Regions from separate parts of the Mus musculus genome. Here region 1 is linked to region 2. Evidence: chromatin contacts called from public Hi-C data. All regions are on one chromosome and are shown on one strand. The core of a region is the stretch at or near the end of the contact, and the rest is flanking DNA. Distances in the headings are between cores, read along the strand shown. Region 1 has its middle 21 kb from the start of Ppp1r21. Region 2 has its middle 14 kb from the start of Gm23947.

Region 1 (6,955 bases), core at 1,932-4,431, 100 kb before region 2:
AGATGTGGCGAAGTGTGCTAGAAAAGCCCCTCCATTCCAACAACGTATCCCACAGCCTTAAGGTAAAGCAACATAATACTCACATGGGTTACATTTGTGCAGGGAAGAAGGAAACGGGAGTAAGGGGAGTGGCAAAAACTGGGGTGTGCCAAACTCCATGTTCTGACACACGGGCCTAATAGTTATTTTCACTTTTCTCTAGTGTCTATTCTAAAAATTTCACAGCCAAAAAAAAAAAAAAGTCTTCGGAATACAGGAGACTCAGTCGCAGTAATGTCGATCAGACTAGAGACCCCTTCTCTGCTTCGGCTTTGGGCAGATTGTTCACTTTTATTATTAAAATCCACACACCTGGTGGGTTATATTTCATTTTTTTGTTGGTCGGTTTTGAGTCCCAGGCTGGTCTAGAATTTGCTGTAAAAGCCAAGATTAGCCTTGACGACTCCTCACTCCATGGTCCAAGAGCTGGATGGGATGGCAGGCATGAACCACCGGTCCACCCACTAACCACTCAATGCCCCAGCCCAGCCAACAGATATTTATTAAGAAATAACCACAAGCCGGGCGTGGTGGCACACGCCTTTAATCCCAGAACTCGGGAGGCAGAGGCAGGCAGATTTCTGAGTTCGAGGCCAGCCTGGTCTACAAAGTGAGTTCCAGGACAGCCAGGAGTATACAGAGAAACCCTGTCTCGAAAAACCAAAAAAAAAAAGAAAGAAAGAAAGAAAGAAAGAAAGAAAGAAGGAAGGAAGGAAGGAAGGAAGGAAGGAAAGAAAGAAAGAAAGAAAGAAAGAAAGAAAGAAAGAAAGAAAGAAAGAAAGAAAGAAAGAAAGAAAGAAAGAAAGAAAGAAAGAAAGAAAACCACAAACGTCCCACAAACCTATCGCCCCTCTTCCCTATTTTCAAGGTCTCCGTTCCATTGGCTTTCTCAAGCTGTTTTCTGCCTGGTATAACCTCATTTTGCCACCAGGGAGCGCGCCATCACCAAATTTGCAGCCACTTGAGGTGACAGTCCTGAAACTGGTTACCAATCTGAGGCACGCCCATGACCACTGGTAGCAATTGTTTAGGCACGTCTCTCTAGTGACTTCATCTTTTTCAGGAAACAATTAGCCTGTTTGAACAGAACAGGTTAGGCAAATTCTTAACTGGAAAATCAGTAAGTCCTTTTGCAGGGCGTGTTGGGACACTTTGCACTCTTTCAGCTGAGTTAGGGTGTGGACCCTTTGTCCTCACGTGATGGCTGGGCAAGGAGGCAAATAGCCCTCTTATGCAGGCACAACCCTTCCTTTGTCCTGGGCGGCCTGGGCAGCGTTGGGGGCGGGGAGCACCTGTGGCTGGGATGAACAGACCCAAAGCAGTAAGGGGTCACAGACCAGACGCTGCAGCCCCCTCGGCCTTTTCTTCCTGGAACCCAGCGAGTTCCGGGCCACCTTCAGAAACACAAGCAAGGCTTTTAGACTAGGACAAGGGGCTGGAGGAGAGGGTGAGAGTTGAAGCACCCTTCTCAATGCGATTTGCCTGGGCTATTTCCAACCTGTTCAAGAAAGCCCTTGGAAATACGGGGTGCTGAAGGCCTGTCTCAGTCTGACCGCTGTCCCCCAGATCCGTACAATTCAGTCAGTGTGGATTCTAACCCCTTGCCCGCACCCCCACTCCACCGACGGCTGCCCGGTTTTCTCTATGAAGCAGCTACATCCAACGCTCTCTCCCAAACCCTGTGAGTTCAGGTTAAGGGTGCTTTGCGGACTCCCAGCAATTCTGTCTAAGCTTTAACTACAGTCATACATCCCCACACTTCTGACTCTCACTAAACTCTAAGGGACATAACGACTTGTTTGCTTTTTTGATACACACTCATTTGCCCAGCTAGCCTGGATCTCTAAGAAAATCTAAGGGTGACTTATAACTCCGGCCTCCCTGAGTGCTGGGATCATTATGCCAGGCAAGCACTGAACCCCCATAAAGCCATTTGAAAATTAAAAATATCCTCCACGTCTGTCATTTTCTCCCCTGAGACTGTGCAAACAGACCCCAAGGATCGCAGCGCTGGGATGTAAGAAAGTATTTGAGAACAAGAAACCTTCTGAAAGCCCCTCATCACTGAGGCACTGCCTCTGTGTACAAAACAGGCCTGGGGAGCAAGGGAGAGGAAGGCTTCGCAAAGACAGGAATGACAGCTGATGAGAGAGATTGGGAGGAGCACGACAAAGGATACTTTTTTTTTTTTCCCCTTTCTGGTGCTTTCTGTAGTCACGCCTTCAATCCCAGCACTGGGGAGGCAGAGACAGGTGGCTCTCTGTGAGTTCCAAGACAGCCTTGTTTACTTAGGGGGTGGGTTCTAGGTTAGCCCTATCCAGAAAGAGAGGAGAGAGAGGGAGGGAAGGAGAGAGAGAGAGAGAGAGAGAGAGAGAGAGAGAGAGAGAGAGAGAGAGAGAGAATATACCTGTCATGTTCAAAGCTGAGACTACAGAAGACCACCATCTTTTGTCCCACATTCTCCAAATCTCCTGATCCCTGCCCACTCCGGGCCATCCAAACGGTGCTATCACGAGGACTGTGATAATTAAATTCTGGCTGTCGGGCTGACGAGATGGCTCAGTGGGTAAGAGTACCCGACTGCTCTTCCAAAAGGTCTGGAGTTCAAATCCCAGCAACCACATGGTGGCTCACAACCATCCATAACGAAATCTGACGCCCTCTTCTGGGGTGTCTGAAGACAGCTACAGTGTACTTACATATAATAAATAAATAAATCTTTAAAAAATATATAATATAAAAAAAATTCTGGCTGTCATGTGCACTGGGCACTGAGGTAGGTACTGAAGAATTCATATACAGCCACAGTCGGGGCTGGGTAGTGAGTGAGACGCTCCCGTGGTGGAGAGAAGTGTAGAGCTTGGCAAGATTACAAAGGAGATGGGAACTGATCTGGTCCCCCAGTCAGTGGGTACATGAGTGGCTTACCGAGGGACACTGGGTTGAGCTATGGGACACAGCTGTACAGAGGACAGTCAAATACTTGACCTCCTGGAGGGGCATTCTAGTGATGCATGCTACACTAAGTCAGAATTTTGTTGGCAGTAGAAAGGGGAAGAGGTCAGGGGAGTTGGAGAGGGAGAAGTGACTCTTGAATGGTGACTCACAGATGAGAGGTGTAGGCGCCTGGGGGCGGGGCCCTGGGCATTGGGAGCAGAGGGTGTGCAGCACATTTGGGGAACAGCAAAGGGAGGGACTGGCGTGGCACAGGCAAGGAAGAGAGAGAAGCAGAAGGCATGGGCAGGCTTTCTGAACTGTTCCAAAGGGGGTAACTGTGGGAGTGGCCAGCTACTGGGAAACGCGGCTCTAAAAGAGAAATCAAAGCACTAGCTTGCAGCTTTGCTGATTCCACCAGGCACCGGTGTATGTAAAGGTGTAAAGTCTGAGCAGAGATCTAGGAGCGATCAGCTCCCAGCTTCAGCCGCTCAGGACGGCTAATGCTGACAGTGTCTGACTCCTGATACAGGGTCACACTTGCTGCAGTGCTGAGGGCAGAGCCTGCGGGGACTAAAGGAGACAGTAGGGTAGAAGCCCGGCTCCAGGGAAGTCTGGTAGTGGGGGAATAAGACAGTCTCAGAGGTGAGCGGTAGAGGAGGCCCCGAGGAGCTAGCAGGTTCTGGGCATGACTGAATACACCTGGATTTCTTGGCAGACTGATGGTGGAGTACAGAGGAGAACGATTCAGGGAGGCGCCAAGGTTAAAGGAAAGTTTTGGGGAGAGTACGAAGCTCTAGGAAGAAGAGAACACTGTGGAAAGTGGTGCTTGTAAGCTTGTAACCTATTGTGGAACAGGAAACAAAGAGATGCAGGTACCAAGGCAGCATTGGACAAACCAACAGACAGAACTAGACACAGGGCTCTGCGATAGGTGTGCTGCAGAGAGCGCTCAGGACTTGGGCCTGGGTCACAGAGATTCGTTAGTATAGGACTCTGAGCGAGAGCGCATGTACGCACTCGCATGAGAGAGAGAGAGAGAGAGAGAGAGAGAGAGAGAGAGAGATGTCTTTGAGGGCATGCCTGTTTCTGGAAGTATAAACTTTGTGGTGACTTCATTTATTACATGCTAGCTAGACGCCAAAAAAAAAGTTGCTGTTTTTATAGAGATCCCACAACATCCCTGTGAAAATTTTTGATAATATTTTTACACCTTATTTGCTTGCAAAATAAATTTTACAAATTCCCTTTCATTTTTAGCTTTTATGAGATTACAGTTCCGGTTATTTAGACTGAGCTATATACAATAAATGAGCTTTAAAAATGGAAATATAAACATCTATCTGCAGTTAAGTATTTGTGATGGATGACAATGTTCCTAGAACGACAGATGTAAGTCAAACGGTTTGGTTAACAGAAAAAATGATCGTTTGAGCATGATAAAGGAGATTTGGGCTGAGAGCAACATAATAGCAATAATAGCACTGAAAGTTACAAACACACTTTCTGCATGCTTCCACAATTTGTTCTTAAAAAAAAAAAAAAATCAGCCGGGCGTGTTGGTGCACGCCTTTAATCCCAGCACTCGGGAGGCAGAGGCAGGCAGATTTCTGAGTTTGAGGCCAACCTGGTCTACAGAGTGAGTTCCAGGACAGCCAGGGCTACATAGAGAAACCCTGTCTCGAAAAACCAATAAGTAAATAAATAAATAAAATAAAAATAAAAAAAGAAAATCATTTACAAAATGCCTCCATTGCTAAACAGGAAAGCAAAGGCTGGCCCGCAGTCAAATGGCTCCATCTCTTGCCTTTGTCCATCTACCACGCTGGGAAAGACTTACAGGAAGCCCGCCCCAGACCCAAGGCCAGGCAGGCAGGGCTCCTGGCAGGCCAGGAGGAAATCCTCTGCGAGCAGCTCCATCTGGCCACTGATGGTACACTTCTGTCATCCTGGCACTTGAGACACGGAGGCAAGACGATCAGGCGCTCCAGACCAGCTGGAGATATACAGGAAGATCTTGTCTCAAAAAACAGAAATGGGTCTCTGAGATGGCTGCGGGCAGGGTGGCCCTCGATGCCAAGCCTGGCCACCTTGGTTCGATCTCTGGGAGCCACATGGCAACAGGACAGAATCAAGTCCTATGTGTTGTCCTCTGTGGGAGCACAGCACTAAAGTGTTTGCACACACAGATTTCCCCAGAGAATCCAAGAATGTTAAGCACACAGCAGTCTTTCCAATGGGAAAGTGAGAATTGGAAGTGATCAATAGTCTTGTGATCCTCGTTATCTGTTGGGCCAGGCTATATCAACCAGGACTGCAATATCTAATTGTCTAAATGACCCTTGTAGCCAGAGGCTCCACCAAGTTCTTAATCCAGGACCAGACGTGGTTAATAGCCCAAATGGCCTCTATGCTATCTGTATGACTGAGTCCAGGCCAAAGCATATCTCAAGAAATCACCTTCTTGGAAGAAATGGTATGTGCCCTGAGTCGCGTTTTCATGTAATTATGTCTATTTGGGTGCACCAGGGATTGTATTATACCAGGAAACTTTTCCCCACCAAATTATACTGGGCTTAAATATGTTGGGAATAAACCACCCGATAGCAGACTTGGCTAACAAAGCTGAACGGAATTTCATTCTCTTCTCTTCTCCCTTTGCTTCTCTGCCTGACCCCTGCAGAGACACACACCCCCGCCGCCGCCGCCGCCCCCCCCCCCATCTGACTGCCACACACGTGCTATAGAATGCACGGGACACATACACAGGAATGTGGGGAGGTAAATAAATTTTAATTTAAAACTTTAAAAAATTAATAAGCAAGATGGTGGTGTACACACCTTTAACCCCAGCACTCAGGAGGCAGAGGCAGGTAGATCTCTGAGGCCAGCCTGGTCTACAGATCAAGTTCCAGGAGAGCGAGGGCTACATAGAGAAACCTTGTCTCCAAAAATCAAACCAAACCAAAAAAATACAACAAAAACAAGAAATGTCAAAACAAAACAAGAAACAAGTTGAAGCTAGAAGTGACTGAAGCTGAAGGCTCACAGAGGAGCTGCTGGGCTCGGGGTAGCACAGTTTTTGCCTACTAAGCAGAAGACCCCGGGTTTGTTCTCAACACCAGAGCAAAATAAGAAAGAAAAAAAAAAAAATGAGCTATGGCTCCGCAGGACGCATGTGCGCCTGCCTCCTGCGCATGTTTGTAGCAGGCACACTGAGCACGCAGGGGAGCGGCCATCGCGGCCCTTCACTTCCTTTCTGCTCTTGAACACAGTTCATACCGAAGGGTTTTCCAGGAATAAAGGTTTCAAAAAGAAGCTGGAACTGTGCCTCTGTCAGTCACAGGGCTGGACATCGGGCGCACATCCTTGGCCTCGGAAAGGGACATCTCTGCTGCCGCTGCTGCTATATTTCTGTTGCCCCAGCAATGGTCAGCTCCACTGTCAGGACAAAGCGCAGGGGGCTTTCTGGCCACGTGTCCCAACCTGAGCAGAAAGTAGTAGTGATTTACTGAAGAAGAGGAAGGCTCATGGAGCCTGTTTGTTTGTTTGACTCTCCTCTTCTAGGTTCAGAAACCGTCTGTAGATACAGACCCTGGCATGTGTGTCACTGTGTAGACATGCAAGCACCATTTGTGGATCTCATGGAAGAGTATGGCAAGATTTTAACATGTTTGGGGATTTTTAACGAAGCAGACACCAAGAGGTTAACTGGTGTGCACGAGGCAGGGAAGCCTCTTCAGCCCAGAGTCTGCCCCTGTGGCTTCTGGCCATTGTTTGCCCAGCCATCACCCGGTTGGTTCTGGTGCTGAGGTTCCTGAAGGGAACACGACCCTGGGCTTACAGCACTTGCTGGCCCCATGCTGTGCTGGGAGACACTGCCCCTTTGTGCTGCCCTCCTTGGCACAAGAGGATATCAGGTGGTCTCCCTTCTTCCTGCTCTACTTCGCCAAATCCATCTGAACACATTTCCTGTGCACGG
Region 2 (7,381 bases), core at 4,176-6,675:
CTTTTATAATACTCATTTTTATTGTTTCAATATTTCATAAAATTTAAAGAATATGATAAAAAACAAAAGGTATTACAGGTTTTGAGGGGGGGCTCTCTGGGAGGAGTTGGGATACAAAAGGGCAAGAAGAATGTGATGTAAGTCTATTTACTCAAAATATGTTTTTAAATGTTAAGAAATCAGATAAATTGAAATTATGTATCTTTTCTCATCATAATGCAATAAAACTTAAATCAAAGAAAAGGAACAATTATAATTGGGAAAAAAAGGCAGTGGTAGTGTCAGTAAGTGGAAGCCATATTAAAACAGGATTCAGTTCAAAAAGAAAAAAGAAAGAAAGAAAAAAAGAAAATCAAAAAGAAAAAAAAAAAGAGCCAGAGGACCAGGAAGTCTGCTGAAATTATGTCTCTTACATTTGGCAGGAAAGCTATGACCATGAAATTTTTATAAAATATGGATGCATGTACAATACCTGAACAATGACAATACCAGTTGACATGGATAGGTATTTTAGTGAGAGTTTCTATTGCTGATAAATACCAGGACCAAAAGCAACTTATCAGGGAAAGGGTTTATTTTGTTTATACCTCTACACCTACACCCACACCCACACCCACACCCCACCCATACCCCACCCACACCCACACCTACACCCACACCCACAGCCCCCACCTCCACTTCCACCCCTACCTCCATCCACACCCACGCCCATGCCCACACCCTCACCTAGGCTCTCATAGAAACAAGTCAGGTAGGAACCTAGAGGCAGGAGCGGATGCAGAGGCCATGGAGGAGTGCTGGCTTGCTCCTCATAGTTTTCTCGGCCTACTTATTTCTACAGAGTGGTACTGCCCACACAGGTCCAGGTCCTCCCATATCAATCACTAATCAAGAAAACAGACCATAGTTTTACCAATAGGCCAGTCTGGTGGGGGCATTTTCTCAACTTAGGTTCCCTCTTCCAAAATGACTGTAGTTTGTGTTAAATTAATATAAAACTAGCCGGCACAATCAGGGAAATCTCAGCATCTCAGCCACCCTCAGATGAAGAGCTACAGTCAGTCATGCTTGCTGAGAAAGGGAGAATTAAGTCTTCCTCTGGGTGAGTTCCCTAACTGGTTATTCAGTACCATGTAGTCAGCCCTACACACACAAACACACACACACACACACACACACACACACACACACACAGAGAGAGAGAGAGAGAGAGAGTTAAACAAACTCAGCATGTTGTATTTATATATTTGCTCATATATATGTGACAATAACAATTATATAACGAAAAAGAGACCATGGGTTGAAAGTGAGGGGAGACCACAGAAGGAGTCGGAGGGAGGAGAGGGAAGGGTTAAATGATACAATTATATTTTATTTATATATTTATTTTATACACTTATTTTTGTATATTTATTATATTTTAATTCAAAATAAGATAAAGAAATTTTAAATGTGGATAAGGTACCCGATATATGTTTCTTTGGTTTTTTTTGAGACTGGAATCTTGCTAGGTAGCCTAGGCTGGCCTCATCAAATTCACAACTCCCTAAGAGTACTGAAATTGTAAACATTACCACTATGTTCAGTGATGATGCTCGCTCTGTCTCTCTCTGTCACTGTCTCTCTGTCTCTGTCTCTTTCTGTCTCTCTCTCTCTCGTGTGTGTGTTTGAGTGTGCATTTATGAGAGTTAAACAAACTCAGCATGTTGTATTTATATATTTGCTCATATATATGTGACAATAATAATTATATAACAAAAAAGAGACCATGGGTTGAAAGTGAGGGGAGACCACAAAAGGAGTCGGAGGGAGGAGAGGGAAGGGTTAAATGATATGTAGCTCTGTTTGTATGTATGTATATGATATGTGTGTGTGTGTGTGTATATCTGTGTGAAGGTAGGAACATGTGTGTGTGTGTGTGTGTGTGTGTGTGTGTATGTGTGTGTGTATGTGTATGTATGTGTGTAATATGTGTGTGTGTGTGTATGTGTGTGTGTGTGTGTGTGTGCGCGCGTGCATGTGTGTGCACAATTAGGGCAAGAGGAGAATGGCAGATACCATGCTCTATCTTACTTCCTTGAGACAGGCTTACTTACTGAACCTGAAGTTCCCTCCTTCTTGGCTAGCACCCCCAGTGATTCCTCTCCCTGATTCCCCAACAGGACACTAGGGTTACGCACCTGCACATGGCTTTTATGTAGGTGCTTGTCCTAGGTAGGGTTATTATTGCTGTTATGAAACACCATGACCAAAACAACTTGAGAAGAAAAGAGTTTATTTGGCTTACACATCCCCATCATAGTCCATCATTGAAGGAAGTCAGGACAGGAACTCAAACAGGGCAGGAATCTGGAGGCAGGAGCTGATACAGAGGCCATGGAGGGTGCTGCTTACTGGCTTGCTCCCCATGGCTCACTTAGCCTGCTTTCTTATAGAACCTAAGACTACCACCCCAGGGGTGGCACCACCTATAATGGGCTGGGCCATTCCTCATCAACCACTAATTAAGAAAATGCCCTACAAGGCTCGCCTAAAGCCCTATCTTATGGAGTCATTTTCTCAATTGAGGTTCCCTCCTTTCAGATGACTATAGTTTGTGTTAAGTTGACACAAAACTCTCCAGCACGAGATCCAACACCAACCTGCACAGTGCTGGAGTTATCGTTCCATGTAAAGTAGGTATGATAAACAATGCCAGCAGGTAGTGTGGCATGGGGACCCCATTCACAAAGGCCATGACTGATGTAGTCATTTCAGTACACACCTATAGTCCCAATACTTGTAAGGATCAGGCAAAGGATTGAAAGTCTGAGGCCAGCTAGGCAGTGGTGGTACACACCCTCAATCCCAGCACTCAAGAAGCAGAGGCAGGCAGATCTCTGAGTTCAAGGCCAGCCTGGACTACAGAGTAAGTTCAAGCATGACCAGGGCTGCACAGAGAAACCTTAACTTGAAAGCCACTCCCACCTCCAAAAAGAAAGAAGTTTGAAGCTAGACTAGTCTACATAATGAGACACTGCCTAAAACAACAAAATAAAACATAAAGATCACTATGTGAATGGTACTCCCAGAATTGCATACAGCAAGTGCCCTGTGATGGGGTACCCATCTCACAGTCTTTGTGATGATTAAACTAAAGTGAGAAATACATATGAGGGTTTGGAGTCGTACCTGGCATGCAGGACCCTTTCAGTGTTAGTATAAAACAGCCTCTGTTTGACTCATGTCGGAAAATCCTCCATAAGCTCAGGGTTGGATGTACACTCGCCAAAATTCAGGCATTGCTGATGTAATGCTCTCAATTTCGAGTGCTTCCCCCTTCCTTAGTGAGATTGAGAGTATTAAGGCATCAGTCAGTTATATTGCCCTTCCACATTCTACCATGTGAAAATCTTCAAAATGGCCCTCACCAGATCAGACATCTGCAGCACAGCCTGGACACCCGGTCTCTCCAGCTGTAAGGACTAGAACGCTTGCCTAGCATACGTGAGGTCCTGACATCAATCCTGGTATAAGTAAGTAGGTAAATGGATAGATGATACATACATACAGACATACATGCATACATGATGCATACATACATACATAGATGATACATACATACATAGATGATACATACATACATAGATGATACATACATACATAGATGATACATACATAGATAGGTACATACATTAATGGATGGATGACAGATAGATAATAGATGGATGGTAGATAGAAAGACAGACAGAAAGGCAGACAGATAGATGATAGATAGATAGATAGATAGATAGATAGATAGATAGATAGATAGACAGACAGACCTAGTAGTCTGGTATTCTGCAACACCAAAAAAGGACAGAAAAAATATTATAATAACTATATTTTGAGCTAAGGAATTAGGCATGTTAGTACACTCCTGTAATCAGAATACTTGGAAACTTGAGGCAGGAGGATTGAGAATAGCCTACACCTGTAATCTCAGCATTTGAGAGGCAGAGTCAGGAGGATCACTGGGAGTTTGTGGTCAGTTTGGGTTACATAATGAAATTCTATTCAAATATCTAAAAAAAATGAACAAGAAAAATAAAAAAAAGGGGGTGTCCTGCTTCCGGGTTTGCAGCCTGCGGATCTGTGTTGTTCTGAGTGGCTCCCAGTGCAGTATTGTGGGCTTGTGGTTTGATTGTCAGCAGACTAACCTGAAAACTGGCTTCAGGTCAAAATCACAAGAGCACTTTGTGTGGCGAGCTGAAATCCAGGTTTATGAGGCTTATCTAGTCACTGGCTGTTCTGTTCGCAGAGGCTCACTCCCTTCTTTCAGTTCATTTACCTTCCTGCCTCTAGTGACATCAGCAAGGAAGGTCAACTGTGGGGAATGCTCACTGAAAGATCAATCACATATGATTCAGATTCACCTTTACACATAGAAAGATGGAAGGAAGGAGGGAAGAAAGATGGGAAGAAGGAAGGAAGGAGGAGAAAAGAAGCTGATAGCAAGTCCTGTGGAAGCAACACCCTCAGGACATTAGTTCTCAGCATCTCTTAAATGTTACAGTCATCAGCAGGGCTTTAAAATTCCTTATGCCAGTTGTTTATGAAGTTCCCCCAGGTCTCCTTCCTTCTCCTCCTCCTCCTCCTCCTCCTCCTCCTCCTCCTCCTCCTCCTCCTCCTCCTCCTTTTTTGTTTTGTTTTGTTTTTCAAGACAGGGTTTCTCTGTATAGCTCTGGCTGTCCTGGAACTCTTTTTGTAGACCAGGTTGGCCTCGAACTCAGAAATCCGCCTGCCTCTGCCTCCGGAGTGCTGGGATTAAAGGCGTGTGCCACCACGCCCGGCTCCAGGTCACTTTCTTTTTTTTTTTTTTTTTTTTTTTTTTCTTTTTTAAGTGCACTGTAGCTGTGTTCATACACTCCAGAAGAGGGCATCAGATCTCATTACGGATGGTTGTGAGCCACCATGTGGTTGCTGGGATTTGAACTCAGTACCTTCAGAAGAGCAGTCAGTGCTCTTAACCGCTGAGCCATCTCACCAGCTCCCAGGTCGCTTTCTTAAACCAGACCTGGGAGCAAGGAGCTGAGCTGAGTGCTACAAAACAATCAGACTTCTTCCTAAATTAAATTAAATGCAAACGTGTATATGTACATACACGGTGTGCGTGTGCGTGTGTGTGTGCGCGCGCGCGGACAGCACATGTAAGTAGAAGTGGTTCTCTACCTGCACCACATGGGTCCTACGGCTCGAACTCAGTTCATCAGGCTCAGCGGTCAGCGCTTTACTCGTTGAGCCATCTTGAGAGCTTCCGGCATTCAGGTTTTAAGGCATGTATAATAGGAAAGTGGGGAGATAGAAGCTAGGAAGGTGAAATGGCTATAAAGCATTGGACTGCTTCCTTCAGGGTGGGAGGTGATGGGGTCGCTTCACCCAGAAGCCTCTGACTGTGCTTAAGAGAAAACCGATCGTCTCTAACCACCGTTCACTTCCTGCTGCAAAAGGTTCAACCTTCAACCTTTTCAGAACTGTTTTTCTCCCTGACTCCCGTTTAAATCTTCAAACAAAATGAACTGCTACTGAAGAACTTCCTAAGACTTCGCATCCGTAGGTCTGCCTCTTCCATATCACGCTGTTCCACAATTTGTAAGTCATTAGGAGGAACCGTGTCTGACTTTATTAATTTTTCATATCGCTGAACAGATAATTTTCATATAATAAACCTTAATTGCCGCTGCTCCTAGGTTCCGTAAACATTTAGAAAGAGGTCTTTTTCAAGGGCTATTTAAGCTGAGGAAGGGAAAATTTGACCCACAGTTTATCTGTTAGCTCATTAGCATACTAATGCGGCTACAATTTACATTTGACTAGGGGGTTGTCTTTCACTCTAGAATCTTGTTGGCAGAGCATCACAGTTTTTGGTTGATTTTTAAAAACACTTTGTCTGAATACACAAGGGAAATAAGGTGGTGCTAATACTAGAAGCTTGGAAGTGAATTAATTGCTCTGAAATAATTCCACATTGGGTTGGCCTCTCTGGCGGTGGTATTTGCATGCCCCTCGTTCATGCTAATTGGCATTTAAACAGAATCAACCTACGACATTTCTCACACTTCCTAATGAATGATTATTTCCTCAAGGTACCTAAATTCGGCAGGGGGTTAAGATAGCGGCTGAAGTGCTCTAAGAACTTTCTCAGTTTAAAAAAAAAAATCTTTTTCTGAGCAATTCTGCCACTTGAAGTATTTACCTTGATGTGGACTCAGTGAAATTAACACTGGATCTCATCGCTGTAATCTTATTAGTATCAAAAGGTTTGTTTGTTTGTTTGTTTGTTTTTAGAGAACTAAAAAAAGTAAAGGCAGCGGGTGTAGTGGTGCTTTAGGGAGTCAAGAGACTCAGAGGTTAAAGTGAGCCTCATCCACTTCATAAGTTCAAGGCTAGCCTGGTGTACATGACTGTCTCAAAACAAACACGTAGCTGGGTGTTTTATATAACCTCTGGATGGGGGGTGTAGCTCTCGGTTGAGAGCCTGCTTGCCTGGCATCCACAAAGCCCTGGGTTCTATTACGACCATACCCAGCACTGGTGCGGTGATGCATACTTCTAATCCAAGGTCTTTGGAGGTAGAGGCAGAGGGGGAGCAGAAGTTCAAGGTTCTCCTTGGCTGGTGAGTTGGAGATCAGAAAAGAAAAGAAAGGCACCTGACCTGTATGTGACCATGTCTATGATAATCTCAGAGGAAGGGGTAATATGACTACGGTTTTCCCCAAAGAATAGTTTACCACTTACAGTAGGCTTAAGAAGATCAGCTAAGGTATTCACCGTTGTCCTTAGGAAAGTGTGAAAGAAAAGCCGGGCTCTCCAGAGGCAGTCTTTCTAGGATAGCTGCAGAGGAGAAAAGCTGGGATGGAGTGTGTGTTCATCCCAATTGGTAAATCAGTGTGCTTTATAAGGCTCTGTACTCCCACCTTCATCCAATGGGGGCAAGCGTACATCCTGATGTAGCTCCCGTCTACTTACTTCCTGCCTATGTGTCATCACACACATCCTGTGTGGCTGGAACATCCAACCCTGTGTACAAAAGTGAAAACATACAGTCATTGAAACTGAAAGTGTAATTGAACGCTCTCTCTCTCACACACACAGGTGGATCTGCACTGCAACTGCCAAATGAGTGAAGAGGGCCGCTCCTGGGAAGCTGCTATGGAACCAGGAAGGCCTCTCCTGGGAGGAAAAGCAAGCGTCTCATCTTTGTCCGTCTTCTCAGGAATTGGACATGCATGTGGTACAGGGTCCTGGGGAGAGGCTGGTAGCCCTGGCTGAGGACATGGCTTACAACCACAGCATGGGCTCCTGAAACACTGACTACACCAGGGGATGTAAAGGGCAGTCAGGAGAGCCGAGGAAGGCAAGC

Evidence for each region. A called contact is a pair of places that touch in the nucleus more often than the background predicts.
Region 1: a Hi-C map of embryonic stem cells shows a contact between it and region 2, with 3 times the contacts expected there. The contact joins two enhancer-like sites. A contact is called at or near these places in 4 of 39 promoter capture datasets (embryonic stem cells, fetal liver, neutrophils and 1 more), 1 of 15 datasets of contacts at CTCF or cohesin (embryonic stem cells), 21 of 484 Hi-C or Micro-C datasets (CD4 T cells, CD8 T cells, CD8 central memory T cells and 10 more) and 7 of 115 datasets of contacts at active chromatin or transcription factors (bone marrow-derived macrophages, embryonic stem cells and memory CD8 T cells).

The regions. Positions count from the first base shown.
Region 1 is chr17:88,505,502-88,512,456 of GRCm38.p6, reverse strand. No RefSeq gene overlaps it. Among named protein-coding and RNA genes, the nearest start is that of Ppp1r21, 21 kb to the left of the region's middle. Within about 2 kb of position 3,181, at least 115 of the 459 cell types and tissues checked have an H3K27ac peak or open chromatin away from gene starts, as enhancers often do. A contact at or near this core is called in CD8 T cells, embryonic stem cells and regulatory T cells, where this site is marked.
Region 2 is chr17:88,403,180-88,410,560 of GRCm38.p6, reverse strand. No RefSeq gene overlaps it. Among named protein-coding and RNA genes, the nearest start is that of Gm23947, 14 kb to the right of the region's middle. Within about 2 kb of position 5,425, at least 25 of the 459 cell types and tissues checked have an H3K27ac peak or open chromatin away from gene starts, as enhancers often do. A contact at or near this core is called in CD8 T cells, embryonic stem cells and regulatory T cells, where this site is marked.